2 separate regions of the Mus musculus genome follow, and region 1 is linked to region 2. The links are chromatin contacts, called in public HiChIP or PLAC-seq maps. All regions are on one chromosome and are shown on one strand. Each heading gives the region's core, a stretch centred on a gene start, on an enhancer-like site or on the middle of the called end of the contact. The rest is flanking DNA. Distances are from core to core; before and after follow the strand shown. Region 1 overlaps Nkd2 (naked cuticle 2). Region 2 holds the start of Slc12a7 (solute carrier family 12, member 7).

The links. HiChIP or PLAC-seq counts read pairs in DNA pulled down with a chosen protein or histone mark.
Region 1: a contact with region 2 is called in an H3K27ac HiChIP or PLAC-seq map of embryonic stem cells, with 11 read pairs. The contact joins the enhancer-like site here to the promoter of Slc12a7 in region 2. A contact is called at or near these places in 1 of 15 datasets of contacts at CTCF or cohesin (large pre-B cells), 31 of 484 Hi-C or Micro-C datasets (the C10 cell line, CD4 T cells, CD8 T cells and 18 more), 12 of 115 datasets of contacts at active chromatin or transcription factors (bone marrow-derived macrophages, cardiomyocytes, embryonic hindbrain and 6 more) and 3 of 9 other capture datasets (adipose tissue, liver and pancreatic islet).

The regions. Positions count from the first base shown.
Region 1 is chr13:73,824,519-73,830,426 of GRCm38.p6, forward strand. It overlaps Nkd2 (naked cuticle 2), which reads right to left. Exons shown (of 10, transcript NM_028186.5): 4 at 2,359-2,419; 5 at 1,166-1,293; 6 at 548-643. It also overlaps the pseudogene Gm8062. Among named protein-coding and RNA genes, the nearest start is that of Gm30303, 20 kb to the right of the region's middle. Within about 2 kb of position 3,178, at least 4 of the 459 cell types and tissues checked have an H3K27ac peak or open chromatin away from gene starts, as enhancers often do.
Region 2 is chr13:73,758,955-73,765,231 of GRCm38.p6, forward strand. Slc12a7 (solute carrier family 12, member 7) reads left to right here and starts at 4,743. Exons shown (of 24, transcript NM_011390.2): 1 at 4,743-4,936. The coding sequence starts at 4,813.

The DNA.
Region 1 (5,908 bases), core at 1,928-4,427, 64 kb after region 2:
ATTAGACCCAGGATGTTGTACATGGCTTAAAGGTAGCCCTGCTGTCTGTCCTTGAGGCCAGGGTTAGCCTAACCTTTGATTTTTATATTCTAGAACATTAGACGAGCAAGCAGATAAGCTTTCTCTCTAGATACACTTTTTTTCAGCACCATTGTCATGGCCAATGAAGATGCTTCCTCTGCCTCTTTTAGACACAGTTCAATGGAGCAAGGACACTCCACAGGCCCAGGCTGCCTGGCCTAGGGATGTCAGAGCTATAGAAAAAGACCGTGCTGGAATTGGTGATAAGACTTGTGCAGACTGCCAGAGTAAGGAGACGCTGATACTAGCTAGGTCAGGATGTTAAAATGGGCTCTGCCTCCCCTTCTGTCTTAGGAAAGTTCTAGTCTCTTCTTTCTCCCCAGTCAGGGCTCACTCTGTCTCTCTATCTAAGGATTCAGACATTATCTATCCATCTGTCTACTGAACCAGATTGGTTCCAGATCTCAAGAGGTCTTACCCCCGACTCCTCATCCTATGGGTGGACTGACAGAGGTGGGCGTATTACCTCTCTGGTGACTTTCCCACTGTTGTCAAAGTCATACAATGTGAATGTCCATTCTTGGCGGTTGTCTTCTTCCACTGAGACGTCACACTGCAGTGCCTGTAGGCAGCATGCAGGGGTAGGAGGCAAGGAAGAATCAACTGGCGCCTGAGACCCGAGTGCCCCAACTGAGGCTCTTCCTGGTTGTCAGCCAGGAAGAGGTAGCTCAGGAGAAGTTGGCTTGCATCCCTCAACCCTGCTTCTTGCCCACCCCCGCCCCCTAGTGAGGAGCCGATTCCATGCTTCATGACTCAGTTTCCCCCCTGTGGCATCTGTCTCTGCTCATGCAAATACTCAGGGTCACTTCGAGTTGGAGGAATTAGGACTGTGTGTTCCTGCTGCTCCCCTCTGTCGTTCCCTGACCAGTAGTGCTAGATACCTATTACATCTGCCTAGCAACGTCAAGGTCACAGCAATACCAGGCAAACCCCCAGAGCATCACATTTTAGTCCTGTGGTAAGGCCTCAGAGAGGCTAAGGAAACCACAGAGCTGGGATGACCATGGTTCCCATTTAGGGCCACCACTAATCATGCTGGGGCCCAGGGAGACACTTACGCAGATGTACACAGGAGAGGACTTACGTCAATGTTCAAGTGCTTCTTGCTAAGTCTCAGTGGACCCTCACGGCTTGCTGCCTTCTCCCCATCATCTGTGCTGAAGAGCTGGCCCTGGCCCTCATGGCCCTCAGACTTCTCAGGGGGCAGCACAACTGAAAGGGCAAGAGGAGGTGAGACAAGGGCCTGTCCCATGTGGGTAGCGTGACTATCTTGCTCTATTCTGTTCTACATGAGCTCTGAGCTAGAGCCTGCTCCTGTAGAATAGGAAAGTAGTGAGAAGAGAGAGGCCTCACTTGGGTTAGTTCAACTATGTATACCCTGGCTGTACTTTGCAGTCTGTAGTGACTTTCAGTGAGCAATCTGTCTCCTCTAGGCTGACATTGTACAGATGAGGTGGGAGAAGGACCTTCAAGATCAAAACAGAGTAGTCACCACTCCTGAGTCCTCCAGGAGAGTGAGTCCCTGTATCCCCAGGTTTTCTCCTCATTTTCTAATGCCTTCATCCAAAACCCACTGGCAAGGCCACATGTGGGCTAGCTGTTGGCCAAGCAGTCTTGTCTCCCCTGACTTCCAGTGTGAATGGATAAGAAGCCCTGTTTCTGGGGCTCACATATTCTCAGGGTCTCAAGCTGTGTCTTGACAGGGGCCCAGGTTGTTGGTCAGGTGTCTGTCCAGGTATGAGCTGAGAGGATGCCCAGTACCTGAGTTGCAGTAGGCAGTGCTAGGAGTCCCTCTGGGCTTCAGCAGATGTCTGAAGGGGGATCTATAGGCTAGTGCACCTACTAACTAGAAGCCGGTAAGAACTCATCACTTCTCTGTGTGGGGCTAACTCCACCAAAGATACACACATATGATAGTGACTCAAGCAGGGTTCAAGTCACAGATTTAGGACCACTCCACCACTCCACAACTGGTGCAGCAAGTGGCCATGACATTAGCTCAAAATTCAAGAGCACCAGTCCATGCAACCCAACCTCCCCACTCAGTCCCAGAACTACATACACAAACCACTGTACAGGGACCCTGTGGCTCAATATTTTGCTTCTCCTGTGGACATATCCGAGCTGCCTGCTTGGTAAGGAATCTCAGGTAACAGGTCTCTGCTTACTAAAGAACTAGCTTCTCTTGCGACTAGGAAGCAACTGATCTCAGTTGTATGCCAGTGTTGAGGGTTTTGTGGTGTGAGTCCTAGGCTCGGGGTAAAGAGCTAGACTTACCTTCTAGGGAACCCTTGTCGTCCCAGAAAGGCCCCTCCTTAGGGTCTCCATTGAGCAGCTCCTGGAAAACAACATGGCAACATAGGATTACGAACTCTAGACTGAGAAGAGCAGAGGAGGACAACAAATAAGCCTGAGCCTGAGACCTCAATAGAAACCAGCATCAGGCCTCTAAGAGGCCTTCTCGGCGTGATCTGTGGGCCCACCTAGACCACCAGCTCCTTCCAGCTTCACACAGCAGAATGTACAAATGTTGTGTGCTAGAGTCATTTCTAGGACTTGGCCTCATTGCCTGGAAGCAAAACCCACTTTCAAGCGAGACTTAGGATCTCCCAGGGCTCAGTCCCAACACTGCCAACCCACATGTATAGAAGCCTCTAATCCAAGAACCCTTATGTGTTGTCACTCTGTTCCTGGCCTAGCTTGCAAAGCTTTCCACCAAAACTGACCCCCCCCCATGGTACCCAGGGTGGCATTCACTGGAGCAGCAAAGGGGCCACGGCCTCCTTCAGGGCTGGGCTGAGGAGCAGGGATGACTGCCAAGAAACATCCTTAGCCCACAGCTGATCCCAAGACAAGTTATGGGAAAACGGGAAGGACTTCAAACACATCCAGGCAACATTTCAGCCAAGAGACTCTGCAGAACAAAAGCTCACATGGTTCTCGTGAATAACCCGCAGAAGCAAAGGCTACAAGAAAGGAAATATAAAACGTGCCACGGAAGCCATCTGCAATCAAAGGGCCCTTCGGGACAGGAGAGCTCGCAGCCCCCAGCCCAGCACTCAGGGCCCCGGGGAGCATTTCCCACCAGTTGTTTCCTGGCATTTCTGTTTGACTCCAGGTGGCTTCAAAGTTTCAAACCCTCAAGGAGATGGGAAGTTGAGCTAAGATTCATTCGTCTGGCAACGTCCCTGGGGATTACATGGGCCAGATGAGCCCTTGGGTTGGTAGCTGGGGACAGGAGGAAGATAAGACTCCTCAATTTTATATCTCATCCGGAAAAAGTATCCCAGGTACACTTTGACACATTCTCACTTGTCAGGGACTACAGGGTGGTCACTAGCCCCTACCCCATTCCTCCCTGTGGATCACATGGGATGGTGTCTGGCAGACATAGGTCTCATTCAAACCCAGAGCATGGAATGACAGAGCATATTTAAAAACCTGATGCCTTTGGGATAAGGTAGGGGGAACATTCTGTCTCTCGCAGCAAATAAGAAAATAACCATGAAGCCCCCACGCCTGAATGGACAGGCTGACTGCTCTGCAGTATGTGAGAAGGAATAGCAGAAATGCTCAGGTACGTGGGACAGAGACGGGGATAATACAGCAGTATTCGGGGCAGTATTTGCTGTGTGAGGCTTGGGGGAGGACAAACCCCAAGTGTTCGTCTCCTGAAAGGAGAAGCCAGGATAGCCTTAGGACTAACCCAAAGTGCAACATGGGGAAGAGAGAGGGGCTCCTCTCTAGGTGTTTGTCTGTCTGTCTTTGTTTGTTTTGGCTGTGCAGCAGTTGTAGGAAATACAGCATTTGAGGAACCCTTACAGAAAACCAAATGGCCAAGTTGAGTGACTAGGGCCAGGAAGTAGGGGACACTCCTGCTCATATTGACATCTAAGAACATACATAGTCTTCCTCTCTCTGGGCCTCCTAACTCATGGGAACCATTATGAATAAGATGCATACATAGCTTGTTAATCTTAGGATGTCACTTCAGGGATTACGCTAGAGATCATCTTAATGAGAAAACCTCCTAATTATTAAAAATATTAGCTACCCACATATGGCAGCATGTGCCTTTAATTCTAGCATCTGGGAGACAGAGGGGCAAGGGATCTCTGTGAGTTCGAGGCCAGCCTGGCCTACTTAGCAAGCTTCAGGACGGCCAGGACTAACATAATGAGAAAGGAGGAGACGGTCCTCATTCATTCACTGATCAAATAACCCACAGCCGGAATGAAGGCTCAAAGGGTCTGATTGTAATGAAGTGCAAGGAATCCGTCCTGGCTCTACGAAACTTTTTTTGTCTGCAATGCATAGTGACATGTCCTGCGACTGGAGGCCTGAGCTTAAGAGAGACAGGGACCAGCTTGTCCCAGCTGAACATAAGGTATGAAATTTAGTAATTTCTAAAAACCTTGGGGCTCTCTCTCTCTTTCTCTCTCTTTTTTTTTCTTTGAAGTCAGAGTAACTCACGGAGCTTCAGCTCCAGATCCTATGAAGTATGGAAACTAGGTTCAAAGACATGAACCTCAAGGGGCTCAGCTTCATCCTGGAGGTACCTCGGGTGCTGTGGCTGACAGCTCCTAGGTCTGATTACAGACCCAGGGGTTGAAAGCTGCTGCTGACAAAACACAGATATGCGGGGAAACCAACGCTGGTGGTAGGTACCACGGAGAGGGTCGAAGACTCAAGTCGATGTCAAGAGAGAGGAGCAAGGGCGAGTGGAGCAAATGTCAAGGTGTCATCCCCTAAGTCACCACACCTACCCTTAGGGGAAAAGTGATGCAGGCGAGAGCAGGGACGATCCCTAAGATTCTCAATAGTTCCTTCCCCTTGGGGGCTCCCCAGACTTATCTCTCCCCTCAGAAAGCTTAAATCCTTCACAAACAGGCAAGTCTCACCTGACTAAGAAACTGGTGGTGGGTACAGCACCCCCAGACGGCGCTACAGCGGAAAGGCTAGAGCTTAGAGTTGCCAGCCTCTGAGTTGTTATAAACTGCCTATCACCACTACCATACTTTATCCTGTAGGTGAGGCTGGAACCACTAGCATTCGTGGATACCTTCCATTTCTTATTAAAAAAAAAAAACAAAAACAAAAAACTTGAGTTTTAGAGCCTTGCATGGGCTATAGACTTTAAATGCACTGTTAGGTGGGGAACTAAGAACATTCAGTTCAAATGAACTTAGTGGAACAGAGCATGCTCAGCATGCATTGCTCTAGGTACAATGCCCAGCACTGCAAGAAAAGAAGAAAAACAAAATAAAGAAAGAAGATCCTAGTAGCCTTCGCGCTTCCTCTTCCTGTAAGTGGCCAGAGGTCACCTGGCAAGATGGTTCGCTACTCTCTTGATCCAGAAAACCCCACAAAATCATGCAAATCAAGAGGATCAAACCTTCGTGTTCACTTTAAGAACACCTGGGAAACTGCCCAGGCCATCAAGGGAATGCATATCTGCAAAGCCACCAAGTATCTGAAGGATGTCACTTTAAAGAAGCAATGTGTGCCATTCTGGCGGTATAATGGTGGAGTCGGTAGGTGCGCCCAGGCCAAACAGTGGGGCTGGACACAGAGTCGGTGGCCAAAAAGGAGTGCTGAATTTTTGCTGCACATGCTTAAAAATGCCGAGAGTAATGCTGAACTTAAGGGCTTAGACGTAGATTCTCTAGTCATTGAACACATCCAGGTGAACAAGGCACCTAAGATGCGCCGACGAACCTACAGAGCTCATGGCCGGATTAATCCATACGTGAGCTCCCCCTGCCACATTGAGATGATCCTCACTGAGAAGGAACAAATCGTTCCAAAGCCAGAAGAGGAGGCTGCA
Region 2 (6,277 bases), core at 3,493-5,992:
TCAGGACCTTCGGAAGAGCAGTCAGTGCTCTTACCCGCTGAGCCATCTCACCCGCCCAGTTCTATACTTTTTAAAGGCTGACTCGACTTCCATTTTCTTCCTGAGGGCAGCTCAAGCAGAGCGAGGCCCACTTCTACAGTCTGAATTCTGTACATACAACCCCTGTTCCCGCCAGATCAGGTCAAATTACATGACCATCTCCTGCACTGGATGTGTCTTCCATATAGTCCTCAGGTCTGGGGTTTCCATTTCAAACCTCAGGTGGACAAAATTGCAAGCACCTCCTTTAACCTTCAGCAAGGTCACAAGGGCAGCACCTATTAACCTGTGTGGCAATGGCTCCAATTTTCAAGACTGTGGATGTGCTGGGGAACTCTAACATTTCCATGATCTGAGCACTCAGTCCTCTGGTCTCTGTTGAGCTGGTGTTTCTGGTCCCTGCTGTACAGTGTGTAGAGGTGGCTGCAGGTTATGCATGCCCCCGACAGCCTGGGAACTGGGTTTGCTACAACAGGGTGGAACTATGGCTTGGAGCAGTCTCTTGCATGTGCCTATAGGTGCCTGCCCATGCGTGATGTCCCTGGTGGAGCAGCTGTTTAGTCTTTCCCGCTTTTCTATTGCTCTTTGTAGCATGCACCCGTGTACAGTGGCTGTCATGTGCACTGGGCTCCCTTCTTCACCCATGCTACGGGGGAACAGAAATGTGCAGATTTTCATGGAGAATACTTTTTTTCCCCCAGTTTATCCTGGGAGATGATTACATTTGGAGGTCACAAAGGGATGCTGAAGGCCAATTTGCACTTGGCAGCTGCTGCTGCTGACAAACACTGCAAGCTAGGTTTCTTTATCAGCCTCTGGAGGCCACATAAGGGATCTCCTGCCCAGCTGGGCTCCCATAGCTTGAGAACATCTGAACAGCGAATTAGACATGCCAGTCCCTACAGCTGAGCCGATGGCCCTGAGCTGATAGCAGTGATGAGCAGTGCAATCTGAGATGGTGACCAGACAGTGGCATTGAATGGCCATTTTGGGTGACACTCTGTGCATACCATTGGTCTAAGTGGACCATATTTTGCATGAAGAAAGAATAGCATTGTGGAGCTGGTTGCCTGGAGGCAGATGGACCTTACCAGAGCCCAAGGTTACCCCTCACAGAACAGTACTAGGTGGTCCCTTCCTGACCATTGCTGGAATAATGTGCATTGGGGAAGTCTATATGAAGCAGGCTATGGCCTTGGTCTATCTTGATGGTGGCCTCCCATCAAGAAGCATTCAGCTTAGGCTAACCCTCAGATGCCAGGGCCTATGGTTGTGGGTGACAAAGCCTAGAGGCAACAGGAAGTTCCTTTGTGCCTACGACTATGTGCATCAAAGCCCTGGACCTTTAAAAGACAAGCAGTCACAGCTAGGAGTAGGCGTTGCTGGTGTGTCTTGGTTCCTTGAAGCTAACAGCTTGAGGTGGATAATACCATATAGGAGAGACACATCTCTACCTGTACTGTACCGATGGTCTCAGCTGTAGCTGAATATCAGTGCTTCATTAGGCCTAGATGGTGCCTGTGAGCAAGGGTAGACCTCTGAGGCTGGGGAAGAAGGTGACAAGAGAGCCAGGCCTTTGCATCTTATTTCTTGAGTGGCTTAAAAGCACTTCAGAGGGCTGGAGAGATGGCTCAGCAGTTAAGAGCACGGGCTGTTCCTCCAGAGGTCCTGAGTTCAATTCCCAGCAATCACATGGTGGCTCACAACCATTTGTAATGGGCTGTCTGAAGACAGCGACTGTGTACCCACATACATTAAATAAAAAATTTTTTTTTAAAGAAAGCTCTTCGGGGGCTGGAGAGATGGCTCAGCGGTTAAGAGCGCCGACTGCTCTTCTGAAGGTCGTGAGTTCAAATCCCATCAACCACATGATGGCTCATAACCATCCGTAATGAGATCTGATGCCCTCTTCTGGGGTGTCTGAAGACAGCTACAGTGTACTTACGTATAATAAATAAATAATATTAAAAAAAAAAAAAAGAAAGCTCTTCAGAGGTACTGGGGAGAGGGCCTGGTTGCAAGTGTTTTACTGAATCCTGTAACTCATGTAGCATTTGTAATCCTAGCACTACTGGGAGATGGTGGGTAGAGACAGGTGACTTCTTGGAAGCTTGGTGGCAGTTAGACTAGGCTCTGTGCCAAGAGTGCCAAACTATCTTGAACAAAAGGAAGAAGGTGCACAGCACAAGCCAGCACACACACACACACACACACACACACACACACACACACACATGCTCACACATCACACTTGGAGAGGGAGGTAGGGAGGGGGCACAATGGACCAAGTGATGCACATCTCATTGCAGCTTGAGAAATTTTACAGTCTAGTGCTCATTGAATAACATGTTCTCAGAGTTTCCCAGTCTCTAACCTCTGCATGCGTGGTCTCATGTCAAGAAAAATGTAGTTTCATAGGTTGAGTATTTATGCATCAGATTTTGGGGTCCTGTCTGGAGCAGGTATAAAGTACAGTTTCATTCCGTTTTTGGTAATCCTTGGAGTCAGCAGAACATCACATCCTTCACATGTGTAGGGAGGTGTGGTAGCTGATGTACTGCCTGTCCACTGGTTCTGTGCGCGCTGCTTACTTTCTTTCAAGTTAAAATACCTGGTGCGACATTGGTCCTGAGGCTCTCCATACTGCGCTGATGGAAACCTTGCATCTCAACTTTGTGGGGATTAAAACATTCCCATAGGCTACTCTGCCCTGTTCCATGGGCTCTTCCTTCTCTAAGTCACCAAGCTCACAGGGCACCCCCTCCCCACTCAAGCTCCCAGTGGACCTGAGTGTATTGACAATAATCTTCCTTAGCTTCACCGGGTACAGCGTTCAGTGTTGTCTGAGTTCCCAGCCTGTGGATATCATGCCACAGTAATAGACCTTGCTGGTGTGCAGTCAGCCAGAAGAAATGGGGCTGAGAGACAGGCACATTTGTAAAAAGGACTATAGCTGGGCATGTCTGTACATGTATGTAATCCCAGTACTTGGGAGGTAGAGGCAGGAGGATCAAGAATTCAGTCATCTTTGGCTCTATATCAAAATTTGAGGCCAACCTGGGCTATGAGACCCTGTCTTTAAAAACAATAGAGGGGGAGGGCAGGGAAAGTGACTGGGGGCTATGGCTTTTTGTAAGATGTGTTGGGTATGATACCAGGGTCTCTGAAATGGTAGGAACCCTCTCCTACTGAGCCTAAGTTTCAAGTGTTTGCCAGTCTGGAGGGTGTTCTGAGGAGGAGAAGGTGGTCACTATTTCCACCTAAGGTCCAGCTGAGCAGGGGAAACAGGTGATAGCCCTTCCCTATTTGCTATGGATAGCTCCTGGAGGGAGGTGGGGTGACAGTATGATCTGAGCAAGTTGTGCCCTATCCCCCATAGGAGCTGGAAACTGTATAAGAGGCCATTCCTGAGTGGCCCATGTTTCCCCCAAGCTCCTTCCTGGCAGAGGGCAGAAAGCCGGCCATACTGGGTACAGTTGGGCTTTCCCAGAAATGGCTTTTCTGAGTTAGTTTCAAAATGTTTTATTCTCATCGGTAGGATATGCAAATCCCTTTAACTCCCGTATCTCAGCCTATCCCAGCGGTGTCACTGGTCCGGCAGCTGCCTTCCAGTCCGTGTCCCTGATTGAACTGGGCCAGGCCACCTGGCTGGCCCTGTTCCACAGGTTGTGAGCAGCTCTAGGCATATCACCTGTGTTTCTCTTTGACCATCTAAAACAGTTTTGGGTGACTTGTTGCACCTGGGGGCTATGGCTTTTTGTAGGATGTGTTGGGTATGATACCCTAACATTTTAGTTCCATTCTCTCTTGAAGAATATTTGTTTCCAGTTTTTCACCAGTCTTTCATTGAAAATGCACAAGGTCCTGAAATTCCGGAAGATCTGTGACTTCCACCATGTGGTGTTCTGGAACTCTTTGCTCGGATCTTCCTGTCACTACTACCTTCGGAATTTACCTGCCCTTGGAGCCAAAGGGAGGAACTGCCACCCTCCAAGTTTGGGCTGCAAGGGTTCCCCAGGTTGGATCGTGGAACACTCCTGCCAGCAGGTACAAAGAGTCTCGGGCTTGGCTGGCTAGGCCTGTCCCAGAGCCCAGTGACCTTCTTGGGTGGGATTACTTAACCCCAGGGTGCACAGCGTCCCCTGATTGGCCATTACTCCCTGGCCTAGGTTAGCAGCCTGACCTGGTCAGGGCCTGGGCCCAGATCACCAGCGTTGGTGGAGATGAGGAGCTGCAAACTGAGAGAAAGGAGCCATGACCTGTGGGGTGGTGGGAGAAGAGCCCCACGGGAGTTTGGAATGAGAATGGAAGAACTGAAGCTGTGGAAGTGGTGAATGACAGGCTCTTGGAGGGCGGGAGGGCTCTGAGCCTGTGTTGTGAGTAGGAATGGGAGGAGGACGCGGTCCTGCGGGGAGGAACTGGTGTCTCTTATGCTGAGGGAGGTCTGCATCTGTGGGCAGTTCATTCAGCGGTGGCCTCTAGGGGTTGGGTTTGTGCGTACCGAGTCCTTGAGGGTACAGGGCTCTGGCGGGGCAACCCTGAGACTGTGGCTACAGGGGCGGAGTTTTAAGGGGTGGAGCGTCTGGTGGGCGTGGTCGTTCCGGAAGCCTCCCGACCCCGCCCCGGGCAAACTTTTCCCGAGCCGTGGGGGCGGGCAGGTGAGGTCACGTGGCGGGCAAGGGCGGGCCGGGCGGACCCCGCCCCTACGCCGGAGTCCGGCGGCTGCTCTGGAGCAGCGTGTGGCTGCGAGGGACAGCAGAGTCTAACGGAGCCATGCCCACGAACTTTACGGTGGTGCCGGTGGAGGCGCGCGCCGACGGCGCCGGGGACGAAGCTGCTGAGCGCACGGAAGAACCCGAGTCTCCCGAGAGCGTGGATCAAACCTCCCCTACGCCGGGTGAGCTTGGCCGCACCTGCAACGGGACAAAGGCAGAGGCTGGGCCCTTCTGCTGCCGCTGGGCCGCTCTGACTCGTTGGTTGGCGGCGGCCCGCGCGGCGCGTAGCGGGGCGATGGGAAGGGGTCAGAAGGGCCAACTGGTATCTGCCTGGCTCGGAGGAGTGACCCGAGACCGGGAGAGGATTCTTGGGCTGGTGGTTTGTTGGCCCTGTTCGTTCAGTTTCTTGAATTCAGTGCTCTGCTCCTTGCTTGAGGCGCCCGCTGCATATCTCCCTGTTGGCCTGACTCAGTCAGCCCTGGGGGCGCGGTTCCCACCTCTCTGCATGGCCTGACTGGAGCATCGAGGCTGGAGCACCGGAAACTACTTGGTTTGGCAACTCTGACGGGACTAGGGAGGAGTTGCAGAGCTACTGGAGGTACCTATGGAACGGGAAGGCCCAGGTGTCTAGGTGGTACCTGGGAGAGCTGGAGGTACAGACCCCTGGATGGGTGATCTCACTGACGGACAGCTTCCTCTGGGCAAGCTTTCTTTTGCTCCAGGATGGCCCAGTGTGGTCAACCGATAAATCCGACTGGGATCCCAGATCTGCCTCCACTGACCTTGGACCAGCCAAACTTCCCTTGGGATCTTAGAGGAAGGACAGAGGCCCGTGTAAGCCTGGGGAGGGGGCTGCGCACTCTGAGCGCGGGCTTCTCTTTGCTGCTCTTTGTTCCTTGGATCCGGAGCTCTCTGGCACTTTCACTTTCCACGGGGTGGTGATGGGCCTGGGAATCTCTCTCCATCCTACTTCTCAGCACCCTCTCTGCTGATGGCAAGTCACCTTGAACTGACTGCTTCCTCCCTGTTCCAACTCTCTTCTAGACCTAGATCCTAATAGGCCCTAATAGGTGAGAGGACCCAGCACAGACCTACAGCTGCAGCTGGCCTTGCACCTACCCCAAGTTTTACATTGGAGGTTTGGGCTCCAGGTTCTGGGTCTGGAAGGAAAAGAGGGTGCAATCCTCAAGAGATGGACGGATCTTTTATATATGGCATCAGAGCTTTTGCTGCTCAGAATACAGGCAGTAGAAACTGCGCTTCCTCTAGTCCATACTTTTAGGAGCCTGCATTCATAGACTAGGAGTGCTGGCCCGGAAGTGGCCTAGCCCAGGTCCGCAGCCTGCCTGTCTCACTCTGTGACCCTCTCCATGAGATGCTGGACTGTCCAGCTTTCTCTGCACAGACAAAGCATTCTATGTCTCAGGGCTGCTGCCTGGCTAAACACATAAAATCAGTTGTAAGGTGGAGGCAGAATCTAGAAGTCCAAACTCAGTGTCCATCAGCCAGGGAAGTGTGAAGAG